2 separate regions of the Mus musculus genome follow, and region 2 is linked to region 1. A link is a contact called in public HiChIP or PLAC-seq data. All regions are on one chromosome and are shown on one strand. Each heading gives the region's core, a stretch centred on a gene start, on an enhancer-like site or on the middle of the called end of the contact. The rest is flanking DNA. Distances are from core to core; before and after follow the strand shown. Region 1 overlaps Mgll (monoglyceride lipase). Region 2 holds the start of Tpra1 (transmembrane protein, adipocyte asscociated 1).

Region 1 (7,199 bases), core at 1,430-3,929:
ATGTTTTGTGCCTTTCCAGTGGCTCGGAGCACGCTCCGATGGCTCTGAGCTTGCTTTTCAAGTTCAGATTCTGGAAATCTGAACCCCAACTCTCAGAAAACAGGTGCCTGTGGGTCTGAAGGAGTCACACCTGTAGCTTATGGCGGCTGACCCACTGGCCCGTGCAGGGCACTCTCATCTGCAGCACCCCGTTCCATATCCCTTCCAGCCCACTGGAGTCCACTGACACTGGGGTGTTCAGATGGGAAGTAGGCTCTGGCCCACAGGAAGCTGACCTGGGGACATGCTTTAGGGTGAAAGGGGCTCAGTGGCCCAGGCAGTAATCAAACCGACCTTGAGAAAAACAATGGCCTCATTTCCTGGTCTTCTAATTGGGAGTCATTTCCTGTTCTTGCAGGTGGCACGGGAGCAAACAGTGCTCTCTGTGAGACAGGTCTCCTGGAGCTAGCCCCTCCCCATACTTCAGCTAGAGGCTCCCAAGAACTGGGAATGGAACACCCTGAAGTCCTGCTCAGTAGCCCCAGAGACCTCATAGGGAGCTAGATACCCACCCCCACCCCCACCCCCACCCCCAGGGACCTCATAGGGAGATAGTTCCCACTGAAGACAACCTTGGCGGTCCCAGCCCAGCCTGGCCGGGAAGTTTTGCCTTCCTTAAGGTTCCTAGAAAAAGAAGGGATGCCAGATGACACAGAGAGATTGTTCAAGAGAGGCAGCCTGGGCTGGTGAGCAGCTGAGACTGGTTCTCTGCAATTTTGGTCTCTAAATTTCTGCTGTTGCCGTCCCCCCCCCCCGCCCCCCCCCCGCCCCCGTGAAACCACTTCCTCAGCAGAGAGTGCTGGGCACTGCTGTCTTTGTCCTCAGTCTCTTCCCGGGGCTAAATATATCCCAGCTTGTCTGAACAGAGCCTCAGTGTAAAAAGCAGATGGTGCTGAGTTTATGGTGCCTGGGCATCCTCCCACCCCAGGGGTGAAGTGGTCACCTTCACACACCCATATGCACACGAAGACTGACGCACTACCTGGGGACCAGCTGAGGCTTGGGTACTGGCTGGAGGATGCTGTCTGGTCACACCAGGATTTCTCTTCTGGGGTTGGCTTCCACTGTGTGGGTCCCCACAATCATGTGCCCACCACTAATGGGGCATGCCAGCCCCATTAGCTGAGCTCAGGGATCCATGTGGCTCTGGGACCATTCACAGGACATCATGGAGGAGGGGGGGGTTCTCTTTCACTCCTCCCATCCCTCCTTCAGAGTCCCCTCCTGTGCACACCGCCTCCACTTCATTTCCCAGCCAGAGCACAGGAAGGGAAAAGGCAGCAAGCACTCAGTCCACCTGTGAGGCTCACACGAGTAGGCAACTGGAAATGAGCTCAAGGTTGCTTGCTCTTTCGGGAGTTCTAAGCCAGGGTCTGTACTCGGTGGGATACGCGAGTCCGGTGGGGAAAGACCACCAAGGCATTCAACAACAAAACGACAAAATAAAACCAAACCCCTCAAAGAACAAGCAGATTAAGTAAAGGGACATGTAATATTATCCCCCTAGTCTACGTGGAACAAGTCCCCATCTGCAGAAAGAACACACGGTGCTTTGTGCACGCCAACTGTATCCCGTAAGCCATCTCTGACAGCATGGCTGCTGACCGGCCGGCTCCCTCCGGCAGGCATCTCTTCATGCCCTTTTCTATCTTCTGACATTTGAACTCTATGAATTATTCTCCAATATTTAAAATTACGCTGGAAAGAAAAGAAAGGCGTGGTGATCCTCTCTCGGGGAGCCTGTCTGAAGACTAGGCCACACGAGCAGAGCAGCCACTTGCCCTGGGCAGGTGAACCAAGCAGTCACACTTTGTGCCCATCAAAGACGACACAGGCTGAGGCCTGGGGGGCAGCAACAGACGTGGGGTGGGGCTGGCCCTGGCCAGACCCAGGGAAATCTAATTTGTCTTCGTTAATCAGATGAGACCTGTGTCCCCCTAGAGACCTCTGCTCCTGATTTGACAAGGTGATCTATTAGTACCAGGCCTGGAAGGTCACTGGCTCAGAAGTGTGGCCACTGCTGGTCCTAGAGGGAGCCCCATGGGACCCTAGGAGGAAACCTTGCTGCTTGCCTCTGGGCCCAGCTGCTATGATGCACTCTATCTAAAAGGCTCTGTGAATTTTCTCTACAGGGAAGACATCCATCACTCTAGGGCTAATCTTGGCCAGATTCCCTCTTCCCAAAGCTCAGTGATCCCAACCCCAGCACACCAGTCTTGCCTGGGACTGTGTGGGTGAACCCAGCTCCTACGTGGCAACTCCTGACACAGTTGTGGACTCCTTGATGCACCGGCCACAGGTCTCCAGAGTGTCCCCTACCAGAGGGACACTCCTTGTGGCACACAGGATTGGTGCTCCACTCCCTCTGGGGTTCTCTTGCCTCCTGAGGACAGATCTACACTGAGGGCACGCCCATAGTCTCTCAGGAGTACTGGCTTTGGCTTCTTTCTTGGGGTGGGGGCAGATACAGTTCTGGGTTGTCTCGTTGCCTAGCTCATCCTGTCAAAGGGAGCCAAAGCTCTGACAACCAGAGCAGACCCTGACCACACAGCACATCATTACCCATAATGCAAGGCGCTGCATCTGTCTGTCAGTCGAGGCTGGAAGAGCTCAGGGGCGGGACGGAGCTGCTGGGAACAGGATTCCTCAGCTGCAGCTCCACTCCGGGTTCGCTGAGTGTGTGTCGCAGAATGTGTGCTGAGGCGGGCACACATTCTGCGACAGCAGCTCATGCGTGGGACTTGTCAGCAAGTGTGGCTTTGCCAGCGAGAGCACGCCTGTCACCTTTTCCTCTCCCTGACTCTGTCTGGCCAGTTCAACATGCACAAACAGGAAGGCCTTCTTCCTTTGTGTTTTGGGAAAAGAAACACCTGAGTTCACAATTTAGAGCCCCAGTGACTGTCTGACGTCAAGCCTTTACACAAGGGCGTCTAAAGTTCAGGGACGGCCCTGGACCCTTTGACACAGACTCCAGCTGCAAAGGAATGTATCCTGTCCTGGGAAGCTCCGTGGTCCGTACAGACCGCAGCACCCTCTTACCTTCAAAGTCGATGCAGATTCCGGATTGGCAAGGACCAGAGGTGAAATCAGGACCATGCCAGAAAAGTAGGTTGGCCTCTCTGCAGCCACTAGGATGGAGATGGCACCGCCCTGCGAGGTAAAATAAACAGAAGTGAGACCAGTTTCTAACCAGCATGACCCAAACCCTTGCCTGTTCCACTCTGGTCAAGGGCCCTCCATCCCCTGGCAGACCTCCATCCCCTTGGCAGATCACATCTTCTCCTTCCTATTTCTCCTTCTCTCTTCCCTTCCCTTCCCCCTTCTCCTTCTTTCCCTCTACTCCCTCCCTTCTCCCTCTCCTTTCTTTCTCTAGCCTTCTCTCTTCTCCCTTCCCTTTAAAAACATTTTTTTTTCTTTTGAGATAGAGTATCATTCTATAGTCCAGGATAGCTAGAGTTTCACGGCAATCCTCTTGCCTCGGCCTCCTGTGTGCTGAGAGGAGAGGACAGAGCCAGGATCAGTAAGGTTTTATTTCTCTTCTCTGCATTTTCTAAGGGCAAACATTTCAAACAGATACAAAGAAGTTTCCTGCTTGTGGGACACAAATGTAGCAACACATCACATTCTAGTCTCAAGCCAAAGCCAGTAGCCCCACAATTCATCCATTCTGACAAGCTTTATAAGGGTTGTTTCCTTTCTTTAGGGAGAGTCCACTGAATGTGGATGAAGCAGGAGGAGGCAGAGGCAGTCTTGTCTGTTTGAAGCACAGAGGAAATGTGACAACAAGGCTTGCAATCTCCAAGGCTTATAGGGGCCAGAGATGTAAAGGCAGAGCCAGGCCGTGTGGAGGTGCCCTGCAGAGCAGTCGTGGGCCTAAGCAGTTCTCAGACCTCTGCTAGCTTTCCTGCTGGAAGGAATGGCCTACTGGCTGCTAGGGGAGGGGTCGTCTGAAGTTAAATGTGGTTGGCTCTTGATTCTCAGAGATCTCAAAGGGAAAGGGTCTCAAACTGCTGATGGTTCCTGAAATTCTGCCCACTCACGGCCATTCCTCCAGCCCTGAGCTTAAGGGCCTAGTTCAACCCCTACGTGGTGGGAGCTCCAAAGACAGGTGTGTGTGTGTGTGTGTGTGTGTGTGTGTGTGTGTGTGTGTGTGTGTGTATGTGTAAAGGACATTCTACTAGACAGGGGTGAGGTGGGGGGGGGAAGAGGGCAGAGGGAGGAGGGCAGAGGGAGGAGGGTGGAGGGCAGAGGGAGGAGGGCAGAGGGTGGAGGGCCAGGAAGTCAGGTGGCCTCCTGGGGACCAGGCTTGCTTTGAACTTTTCTCTGTGGCCTGCTTACCATGGAGTGGCCCAGGAGGAAGATGGGGACGTCGGGGTAGTCCTTCTGGATGGTGTCCACGTGTTGCAGCACATCTCTGACAAAAACTTGGAAGTCCGACACCACCATCCTCTCTCCCTCACTCTGCCCATGGCCAACTGGAAATGGGAAAAGAGTTTTAGTGTCACCCCAGGCCACATATGCATCACATTTAACCCCGTCCAACCGTTACTCCTGAATGGCAGACACTCCAAGCAGAGAGAGCTCAAGCAACTTGCCTCATGGTGCACAGCTAGGAGCCCCAGCCAACACCCTTCCTTGGAGATATTTATCCAAGGGAGAAGGAAGGGGGCGGGAGGCACACAGAGTAAGCCTTAACGAGGTTCATTTATCTTCCTAGGGTCCCCAGCTCCTTGCCCTTCTGAGCTGTGCCTGCCTCACTGGTGGCCCTTGACCATGTGTGTTCTGCCTCCTCTCTGCAGCATTAGGAGATCACACATCAACTCAAACAAGATGGTCCAGGGTGCTTGACAAGATTTCAACAAAGCAGCAATAAAAAAAAAAACAAAAACAAAAACAAAAAACAGGTGCCACCCTGTCCATCTTGGGTTTGTCAGCTCATCTCCCCTTCCTTCTCTGCTCAGGGTCTTCTCCACCTTCTCCCTCTGTGAAAGGCATCGTTGCTATAGAAACGGCCTCTGGCAGCTGTGAGGAAAGTTTGGAAACTGTAAGGTGGACCAGGTTCCAGAGAAGGCACCAGCACAGGAGGCCATGGTTGCACCAGGCTGCCGGGAGCTGGCTGAGCTGCTCCAAGACCCCGGGGCCACCACTTCAAAGGGACTTTGCAACCATGGGGCAGAACCATTCAGCACAACTGGGAGGGGCTACCAAGCTTAGAACCAACTGGCTGTCTGGACTCAAACTCAGAGACCCTGCTGTGCTCAGACACATTTGTCAGTGCTGCCTCTACTCTCCCAACCACCCGCTTTTTTGTCAGTACACCTTCAGAGAAAAGCCTCTGCATCTCATGCTTGTCTAGGGAACCCCACTTTTAAAAACCTATTACATTTGTGATCAGTGTGTGGCACGGAAGTGGCACCACACCGACCATTTCTACCCATCTTGGTGGCACTGAGGATGCTCACTGCGTTCTGAGTCTACCATTCACCACCAGGCCACTGCCTGATTGATTGGATGACAATAATGTTGTGAGTACAGGGAGACAGTACCTATGAGTGGAGAAGAAAGGCCCCAGGAGAGCCTGCATCGTCACCTTCAACTTCTAGAGACATGGAAAAAGGAACGCTTGACATTTTTATATATATAAAATATTTTTAATTTTTTTAATTATTTGATTAGTACATATATCAAATATATAATTTATTTGATTATTATATATTGTGTATTTATCTGCATGTGTGTGGTGGGGAGGGGGTGGAGTTCAAAAAGGGCATCAGACCCCCCTGGAGTTGCAGTTACAGGCCATCCAAAACGGGTGCTGGGAACTAAACCTAGGTCCTCTGCGGGGGTAACAGTGCTCCCAATCACTGAGCAGTAGTGCTCCCAATCACTGAGCAGTAGTGCTCCCAGTCACTGAGCAGTAGTGCTCCCAGTCACTGAGCACCAGTGCCATCAATCACTGAACCACCTCTCTGCCCCCCTTACTTCTTATTTTGAGGCAGAGTCTCACTAAATTGCTGGTCTTGAATCCACTCTGTACCCTGACACCCCCTCACCCCCTCTCCCGCAAGCAGCCAGAAATAGGGCATACACTTCCAAGCCCAGTCGTTTCTGTGCTTGCCTTGGATAATGCACTTTATCCATCCACACATCTTGTTTTGTTTTTTTAAGACTGGGTTTCTCTGGAGTCCTGGCTGACCTGGATCTTGCTCTGTAGACCAGGCTAGCCTTGAACTTGAGATCCACCTGCCTCTGCCTCTCCAGTGCTGGGAGCACAAGCATAAGAAGTGCACCGCCACTCACTTCACACATTTGTTGATGAGGCCAACAGTTGCTCTTCGAGAGATCAGTCTCTTGATTCAAAAATTAAAGAGACAGAGTTGTGCACATGGAGTGGTCGCATCTCCTGAAGAAAGTCAGCCTTGCGGTCAAGCCCTGACCCAAACTTTTCCTCAACTTTTTTTTTTTTTCGTCAGAAAAATTTCAAGTGTGTAAAAACTTTGCAGAAGAGTATTCACATAAATATCCACATTCCTACAATCTTGACTGAAAAGCTGCCACTTTGCTTCCTGTCTGTACACATGCCATGGTTAACACTAATGTCAATATGGCAGAATTTGTCACCACGTCGGCGATGGGCTGCCAGTGTGGCAAGGGTTCAGGGAGTTGTCTTGGTTATATTACTTGAGTCAGGAAGACCCATCTTAACTGCGGGTGAGGCTCCCTAGGCATGGGATCCAATAAAATGGAGAAAGCCAAGTGGTAGATGAGTATGCCCATCGCTCTTAGCTCCTGGTGCAGATGTGGTGTGGCCAGCGGCTCCAGCTTCTTGTCTCCCTGCCTCCCTCACCATAAAGAACTGCTGGAACTGTGAGCCCCCCCCTAAGAGCCTTTCTTCCTTGTGTGTGTGTGTGTGTGTGTGCGCGTGCACGCGCGCGCATGCGTGCGCATATGTGTGTTATCATAGCAACAGGAAATGAAGCTAAGGCAAAAAACTTATAAACGAAGAACAGATGAATCACTCAGAAGTAGGCTGCAGATTTTAAGAGCTGGGAAGTCTGAACTCTGACAACGCCCTTGACCTCCAGACATGGCCTTGTGGCTCGAGCTTTTTTATCTTTCATCTACTTGGGTTGATATTCATCTGGGATTAAATCGACCAT
Region 2 (7,199 bases), core at 4,138-6,637, 92 kb before region 1:
GGTCCCCAGCCTGCTTCTGCCACTTGGCCTCCTGGTGCTTCAGTGTCCCCTCTGAAATGGCACTGAGACTAAAAAGTGAGGCCATGGTGATGGAGAATGCCTCAGCAGGACTCTATTGGGAAGGCTAAGTGATATGCTCCCAATTCCACCTTGCAAACCCCACCCACCATCTGATCTGAGGTCACACACCCGCTGAGGTCCTCAAAGGAGCCCAGAACCCTCTCTGCTGCACTGGAAAAGCAGCTGCAGGTGGAGGGGACACCTGAAGCACACAGAGGTCTCTAGGCACAAAGAGGGCCAAAGAGGTCATCTGAGAAGGTCAGGCTCCCCAGAGAAGCTGGAGGCCAGAGTAGCCCAGAGGCCAGTGTCTTTGTGGCAATTTGGGGAGGAAAGTCTGACATTCAGCCTAGAGGATGAGAGAGCTCATGATCTGGGGTCCCAGAAATGTCTTGGAGGGAGAAGACTAATGGTGGCCAGAAAACCCTAGACGAGGAACCTTGGTGAGAGGACTGTGTAGGGATGGTAGTGGGGCCTCCTGCAGGACAAGCTGAGCCTCGGGACTCATAGGTAACTGTATTCTGATCAGTGATCAGAAGGTAATCGCCTCTATCCAAAACAGCCAGCAGCTGGGCAAAGGTAGTGCACGGGTGAAGCAGTGTCAGCCGTTGACCACAAGATGGCAGTAGAAAGAAGGAGCCTGAACTGCGGCAAAATGAATGGGCCTCCCAAATGGGATGTGGGTGGATCCAGACTCAACAGAGCCATACACGTGACCACTACAGAACCAGGCCGGGATTGACTCTGTAGACCCGGTGGCACACTTCGTCCCAGACACTCCTTTCTCCAGACGTGGGTGCACGAGCTTGTATACTGCCAGGAACACTTAAATCTTTTCAGAGGAAAAGGTCGTGGCTTAGGGACCTACCTGTCTGTGGCAGGAGTGGCAAAGAGCTTGGTGCCCCCTGTTCAGTGTCAGCGGTAACTCAAAAGGAGCATTGTGGTCCACTAACTCTAAGCAGTAGCAGGAAAAGGCAGGGCTTGGGGGGCACTCGGGGACATCCTGGATTTGGCAGGGTCATTACACTCTAGTGCTGTCTCTGCTGAAAGGGACAGGAAACCTCTGAGCAGGCAGCCAAGACCCTGTCCTCAGCCTTCTCTGATTTGTTACACCTCCAACTTTCTGATGGGGAGGGGCAAGGAGGGAAGTATGTCCCTGGTTCCTAGTAGGGCATTTCCACTTTTTCCCAGTCCTGACGATCGGCAAAGGTGAAGGGAGCAACCATCCTCCACCCACGCACCCTCTGCTTGCCCAGCGGATCTGACCATGTGGTTGGTATAACCAGCAACTCACTGGGCTGCTCAGGTGTGGGTGGGACAGGGCAAGCAAGGCCTACCCTCTTGCCGGCTCCCTCCCAAGGATGGGGGTGGGAGTGGGGAAACACAAACCTTTGTACTTAAAAAGCAAAGTTCTGCTAGGGATAAGGGCTGAGAAGACAGTGGAGTGGTTCACTATGACGGGAACAGAGCGCAGACAAGTCTCCAGGACCCACACGTCTTACCAGCAGAACCCGGGATTTCAGTCTGCTTTCTCCAGCTTCCCCTGAAGGAGGGACTGGCCACAAGGACACCAACAGAGTGCAACTCGCCAGCTTCAGGTCGTGCCCTTCTTCCTTCCTGTCAGCCGGAATACTGATGTGCCGATAGGAACAAGAGCAGCCATGTTAGACCATGAGATAGAAGTAGGTCTCTCCATGAATGCCCAAGGCTGCTTCCACAGCCAAACGAAACAGTGCAGTCCTCTATCTAGTTACCATGGCCTTGTGTCCCAGTTAAGGCTGAATTCCAGGGAACATAGGAAGGTTGATTTGGGTTGGTGTTCTGTCAAGAGGACGCATGACTGGGGAGTCAGCCTTGGAAAACTCTGGATAAAGAACATTCCTCAGAGAGAATGGCAAATACAAAAGTTCTGAGGTAGAAACAGACTTGGCCAAAGACAAAAAAGACTAGGCCAGGGCGGCTGGAAAGAGAAAACAGTTGGTAAGACTGGGTCAGATGGGGTGGCACACCTATAACATGATTTCATTCTCGGTACTGAAAAGGCTCTTTCCAAAGACCCCAAGCCACTGTGGGTGGGGTCCCTTAGGCCACTGCAGAGAATGGACAGGTCTAGGTGAGACAGGAAGGAGAGACAGCAGCAGGATGGAGAAGGTGGGATAGGGCCAGGCAGCCAATGGGCACACTTTCCCCGGGGGCACTCCGAACTTCGGCTCTGTCCACAGACTTAGATGGGATTAGCTCCATACAGCACAAATGTCAGGAAATGCGAGCATTTTCAAATCCAGCCAACCAGAAAGTCCCAGCACCCTGCTGAGGTCAGCAGGCCAAGTGTGACTCTGGGCTGGGGCCTTGGAGAGAAAGCTCACAAAGAGCAAAGTCACAAGGTGGATGCAGAGAGAAACACTGGACTCCTAGTAACCCCGGACTCTGCCACATACGACACCCATCCTTCCCAGTCATGAGACGGCCAGGTCCCCTTCACTACCAGGGTGTTTGAGTCTGACTTCTCAATTTTCCAAATAGATCAGATGTTTACTTGTCTTGCATTGCTGGACACTGGATCTATGCTAGGCAAGCACTGGACAATGAGCAGTGAGACTTGCGTCATCACTTTTGAGACAGGGTCTCCCTAGGCTGCCCATGTTGCCCAGCCTTGAACCTGTGATTCTCCTGTCCCAGCTTCCTAATAGCTAGGGTGGCAACAGGCTTGTGTCCCCAGGCCTGGTTCCCATCTCCTGTAGGTTATGGAATTGGCAAGCCAGGCTAGGATGGCATTCCTGGCCCTGCCTCCTGCTTGCTGTGACCTTTGATGAGTGAGTCACTTCCCTTCTGAGAGTCACAGGGACAATCACAGCAAGATTCTATGACAGTCAAAAAAGGCGAGCTGTGAAAATGTCTACCAAAGGGCTGGAGAGATGATGGCTCAGCGGTTAAGAGCACTGGCTGCCTTTCCAGAGGTCCTGAGTTCAATTCCCAGAAACCACAAGTGTCTCACAACCATCTGTTATAAGATCTGATGCTCTCTTCGGACATGCAGGTGAACATGCAGACAGAACACTCACATACATGAGAGAGAGAACGAGAACACAGGCAACAGGTTGAAGGAATGAACACAGGGTGAGGTGTGAGCTGCCACCTGTGACACTTCCCTGTAGGATTGGGAACCCATCCCTAGGAGTCACAATGTTCACAGATGTGGCGACCCATAGTTCAGCTGTCCCCTCCAGAGCCCAACATCATAGCCACTTCTACACCTAGCAATAGCTCAAGGTACTCCTTTCTACCTGAGCAAGTGGACAAACTCCCAACCTGAAATACCCCTACTCCAGCAGTACTGGGGCTGGGAGGAGGTCAAGTTCACTGCACTGCCATGACTGTGCTACTGAAATAACTGAAGTAATGGTAACAAACACATTAGACACTCTTCCAGTGCACAGCCTCCATGCCCTGTGCTTCCTTCCTAGGTACACTGGACAAGCACCATCAGGACCCCAATCAAAGGAGGAGCAGGCATGGCCCAGGGGATCCACAGACCCCACCCTCTATCCTAGGGCCCAGGGCTTCTCCCCCAGATCTTCTGGCCTTGGGCACATGCAATGATAGAGAAGTGAAAGGAGCTGGCCCACCAGGGAAAAGAGGAAGGAGAGGGGGCAGACTGGGACAAAGAAGAGCTATGACATCTTGAAGGAGCAACAGAGCATCATGGAGGAGCCCAGGCCTCTGGAGACCGGGGGAACTGAGGTAAGGTTTCTTCCACCCGTGAACCTGAAAGGGCAGCTCTGACCTCAGCGCATTCTCCAGAGGCCAGGCTCCTGCCCACGACTCAAGCCTCGCCTTCCTCCTACCCTCTGTGGCTAGCTTGTTGGGCCTAGGTGGGACCTGTTCGGACACCCCAGACACCTCCCCAAGGGCCTTCTCTCCCTGCCCTGGGAGAGGTTGAGAGAGCTTGTCTTTCCCATCTGTGCAATGGGATTGCCCAAACCTTCTGAGTTCTTTTATGGGATTCCTACCCAGTAGAAGGTAGCAGTGCAAGCAGCCCCCCAAAGTTCTCTCCCTTCCCTCCTAGGCTGCTAAGCCTCTAAATCTAGCTGCAGAGCAGCATAGGAAATCCCCAGAGGATAGAGGCTAAGTTCCATGCCTCTCTGAATCTGTCAGCCTCAGTGATAGAGGAGAGATTGTGTCCTAAGAGGCCACTGTGGACAACAGGAAGAAGGGATGGTCCAGGTGACCTGCCCTCTGCCTCCTGACAATCCTTCTTGCCCTTCTTTAGCCACCAACTTATATCTCCCCTACCTCAGGGGCCTTTGTGTTTGCTTACCCGCAGCTTGATCCCATCATTTGACTCATTACCTCCCCCTCTAAGTGGACTTTATCTAGCCCACCTGGCTGTTGTTCTTTCAATGATTGTTTTTAAAGATAGGGTCTCATTGGGCCCAGGCTAGCCTCCAACTCTGCAAAAAGCCAAGGCAGGTCTTGAACTTCTGATTTCCCCCCTGCCTCCACCTCCCGATTCCTCCACCACCACCCAGTTCTTTGGTGTGCTGTTTATAGAACTGGGACTCCATCGGCAGCAGGTGTATTTACATGCTTGTGTGTCTTGTCTGTCCTAGGTCTTGTGACCCAACCCTCTAGAACAGGTAAGATCTCAAAAAAATGCTATGACGCGCACACATTTCCAGCACAATGCAACCAGGCTGGACAAGGATTGGGGGTGTCTGGACCCCAGACCCCACCACCCCCTCCTCGCTACGGAGCTAAGTGGAGTTGCCCTTCCTTCCGCAAGGCCAGGAAGGCAGAGGCAGAGCATGGGCTGGTCTTTCCGGCTGCCGCTGAGCTCTGGCTGCACCCGGAGCGGCGGGTGTCCAGCTCCATCCAGGATCCGGTCCTGACCGCTAGGGTCCCCAGAAACTTCTCAAAGGTTGTCTTGCGGCTGTACCCCAAGTGGCACGGGGACAGAAGGAGACGGTAGGCCCGAACCCGAAGAAGGAGCAGGGGCAGGGCCTCCTCGCTAGCTTGGCGGAGCAGGAGATGAGGACTCGGCCGCGCTTACCTGAGAGCAGGGCTGCGCAGGCCGCGGGACTCCGACCCCTGCGAGGTAGCGAGAACCGGGGAGCGTCGCGCAAGAACCGCAGCTGAGATGCTACGTGGATCGGTCAGAGGTGGCCGGACGCCGCCAGCGCGCAGGACTCACGGGACCCGCGGACTTCCCCGGTCCTCCCCTGGCAGCGGCGACTCTCAGGCGCCTTGGCTAGTGTTTTTCGTCTAAGCAAAACTGTGAAAACAGTCACAACCCCTGTTTGTGGCACTCATCCCCGCCCCCTCGGCCTCCAGCAGCCTATCGTAACGGGATTCCACCCACAGGAGTGGAACAGACCAATAAAATTCCTCAGATGGGCGAGGCGGCCCGCGGAGCTCTTAAAGGGACTGCAGTCGAAGCAAAGCAAAGTGTGGGTGACGGAAACTTCAAAGGGGAGAATTTTTTTTCTGCACAGCTTACCCCTAAAGCGTTTCGGGAAGCGTACTGAGCACGCTGTGCCTTTGCCCCGCATCTTTCTGCGGACAGCTCCAGTCCTCCGACCGGGTCGCCCTATGTCTTTGAGGATGGCGCCTAAGGGACCGGCGCCCCATAAATACTGACCTCTGGTCACCTGGACTAGGAAGGAGGGAAGGAAGGGCATCCCTTCCTCGGACGCCCTGTGCTTGCCCACTTCAAAGGGATCTGGCGTTTACAGGGCTCCAGTCCTGGTCTCAGTCACCCTGAAGGCTGGGTGCTATTAGTGGCGTTTTGCAGAAGAAACCTGAAGGGGTTAAGGGAATAAGTCCAAAGCCATCCAGCTAGGAAGTGGCCAGACCAGATCTCTTGCTTAAGCAGGTGCCTTCCAGAGGGACAGTCTTTCCTGTCTGTCGCCTTCCCTCCCTGTGGGACACCCCCAGGGCAACTTGGAGGCCTCATCTCAGGTCATCTGCTTACCTGTGCACCTTTGGCCGGCCACAGGATCTGCCCTATAGGCCATGTATTTTCAAACTTGTGGCTGCCCTTGGGCTTCTCTGCATGCAACCTCGGGCCTGTCTTCTCACATTCTCTCTTCACAGAGAGCTTCCTGGGCTCTCCCTCAAGAGTAGGTATTGACTTGCCTACCCCTTCCTCAGGCATTGGGGGGGGGGGCAGTGTGTCTCAGCAACACCTTAGAGGTGCCTCAGTGCTGGTTAAAGATGTAGGCACCTGTTTATTATAGGATCCCAGGACTGCCCCGTCCTGGTCACACAGGGGCTGGAATGACTCTGGGCCTCTTTGTGATTGGTCCGAGACTTAGCATCCCTGAGACTTCCAGGTTAGTCCCATTTGTCCATTTTGGTCTTAGTCACAGAAGCTGGCTGTGCCTGCCTGCGCCTACAAGGTCTGTAACAGCCACCCTGAAAACCATCAAGAGCTCCCAACTTCCTGCCAAGAGAATACAGTGCCCTGTTTAGGAATAATAGCAAAATACATGTCCTAGGCCCTCCTTGACCTCCAGGTGTCAAAAAGGCCACAGGAATTGAACTCAGGGCTTCTAACCATGCTCATAACCACTAAGCCTTTTCTCCAGCACCTGTCCCCAAACCCCACTGTCAATCACAAGGGCCTAGGGACTAAGCAAACGGGGTGTGGTGGGATGATATGTTTGTAATCCCAGTGCTCTTGAGGCTGAGACAGAAATATTGTCTCACACACCTTTAATCCCAGCACTTGGGAGGCAGAGGCAGGCGAATTTCTGAGTTCGAGGCCAGCCTGGTCTACAGAGTGAGTTCCAGGACAGCCAGGGCTACACAGAGAAACCCTGTCTCTGAAATAAATAAATAAATAAATAAATAAATAAAAATAAAAATAAAGAACTATCGTCTCAAGTTTGAGGCTAGCCAGGGCTATGTCTCAGAAGAACAGTAACAGTATGTCACTCTGCACTTGACCCTCTGGAATTCGGGGCTCCATGTGTGATGTCTGGGAGATTTTTACGGCATTTGCTGAGTGATGGAGGTCATCGAATGCCTCTTTCCCTCTGGCAGCAGAGGCAGTTGCTCCTCCATCACTGTGGCCTCTGCATACAGGACAGTGTGGCATCCAGGAAGTCACATGAATGGGGATCGGTCAGGTAGTGTTCCTG

The links. HiChIP or PLAC-seq counts read pairs in DNA pulled down with a chosen protein or histone mark.
Region 2: an H3K27ac HiChIP or PLAC-seq map of microglia shows a contact between it and region 1, with 4 times the contacts expected there. The contact joins the promoter of Tpra1 here to the enhancer-like site in region 1. A contact is called at or near these places in 4 of 115 datasets of contacts at active chromatin or transcription factors (the SCID.adh cell line, embryonic stem cells, microglia and 1 more) and 3 of 9 other capture datasets (adipose tissue, liver and pancreatic islet).

Annotation. Positions count from the first base shown.
Region 1 is chr6:88,805,326-88,812,524 of GRCm38.p6, reverse strand. Mgll (monoglyceride lipase) reads right to left here. Exons shown (of 8, transcript NM_011844.4): 4 at 4,378-4,514; 5 at 3,079-3,189. Among named protein-coding and RNA genes, the nearest start is that of Abtb1, 33 kb to the left of the region's middle. Within about 2 kb of position 2,679, at least 23 of the 459 cell types and tissues checked have an H3K27ac peak or open chromatin away from gene starts, as enhancers often do. A contact at or near this core is called in the SCID.adh cell line, adipose tissue and microglia, where this site is marked.
Region 2 is chr6:88,900,439-88,907,637 of GRCm38.p6, reverse strand. It overlaps Tpra1 (transmembrane protein, adipocyte asscociated 1), which reads right to left and starts at 5,387. Exons shown (of 12, transcript NM_011906.2): 1 at 5,108-5,387; 2 at 1,560-1,689.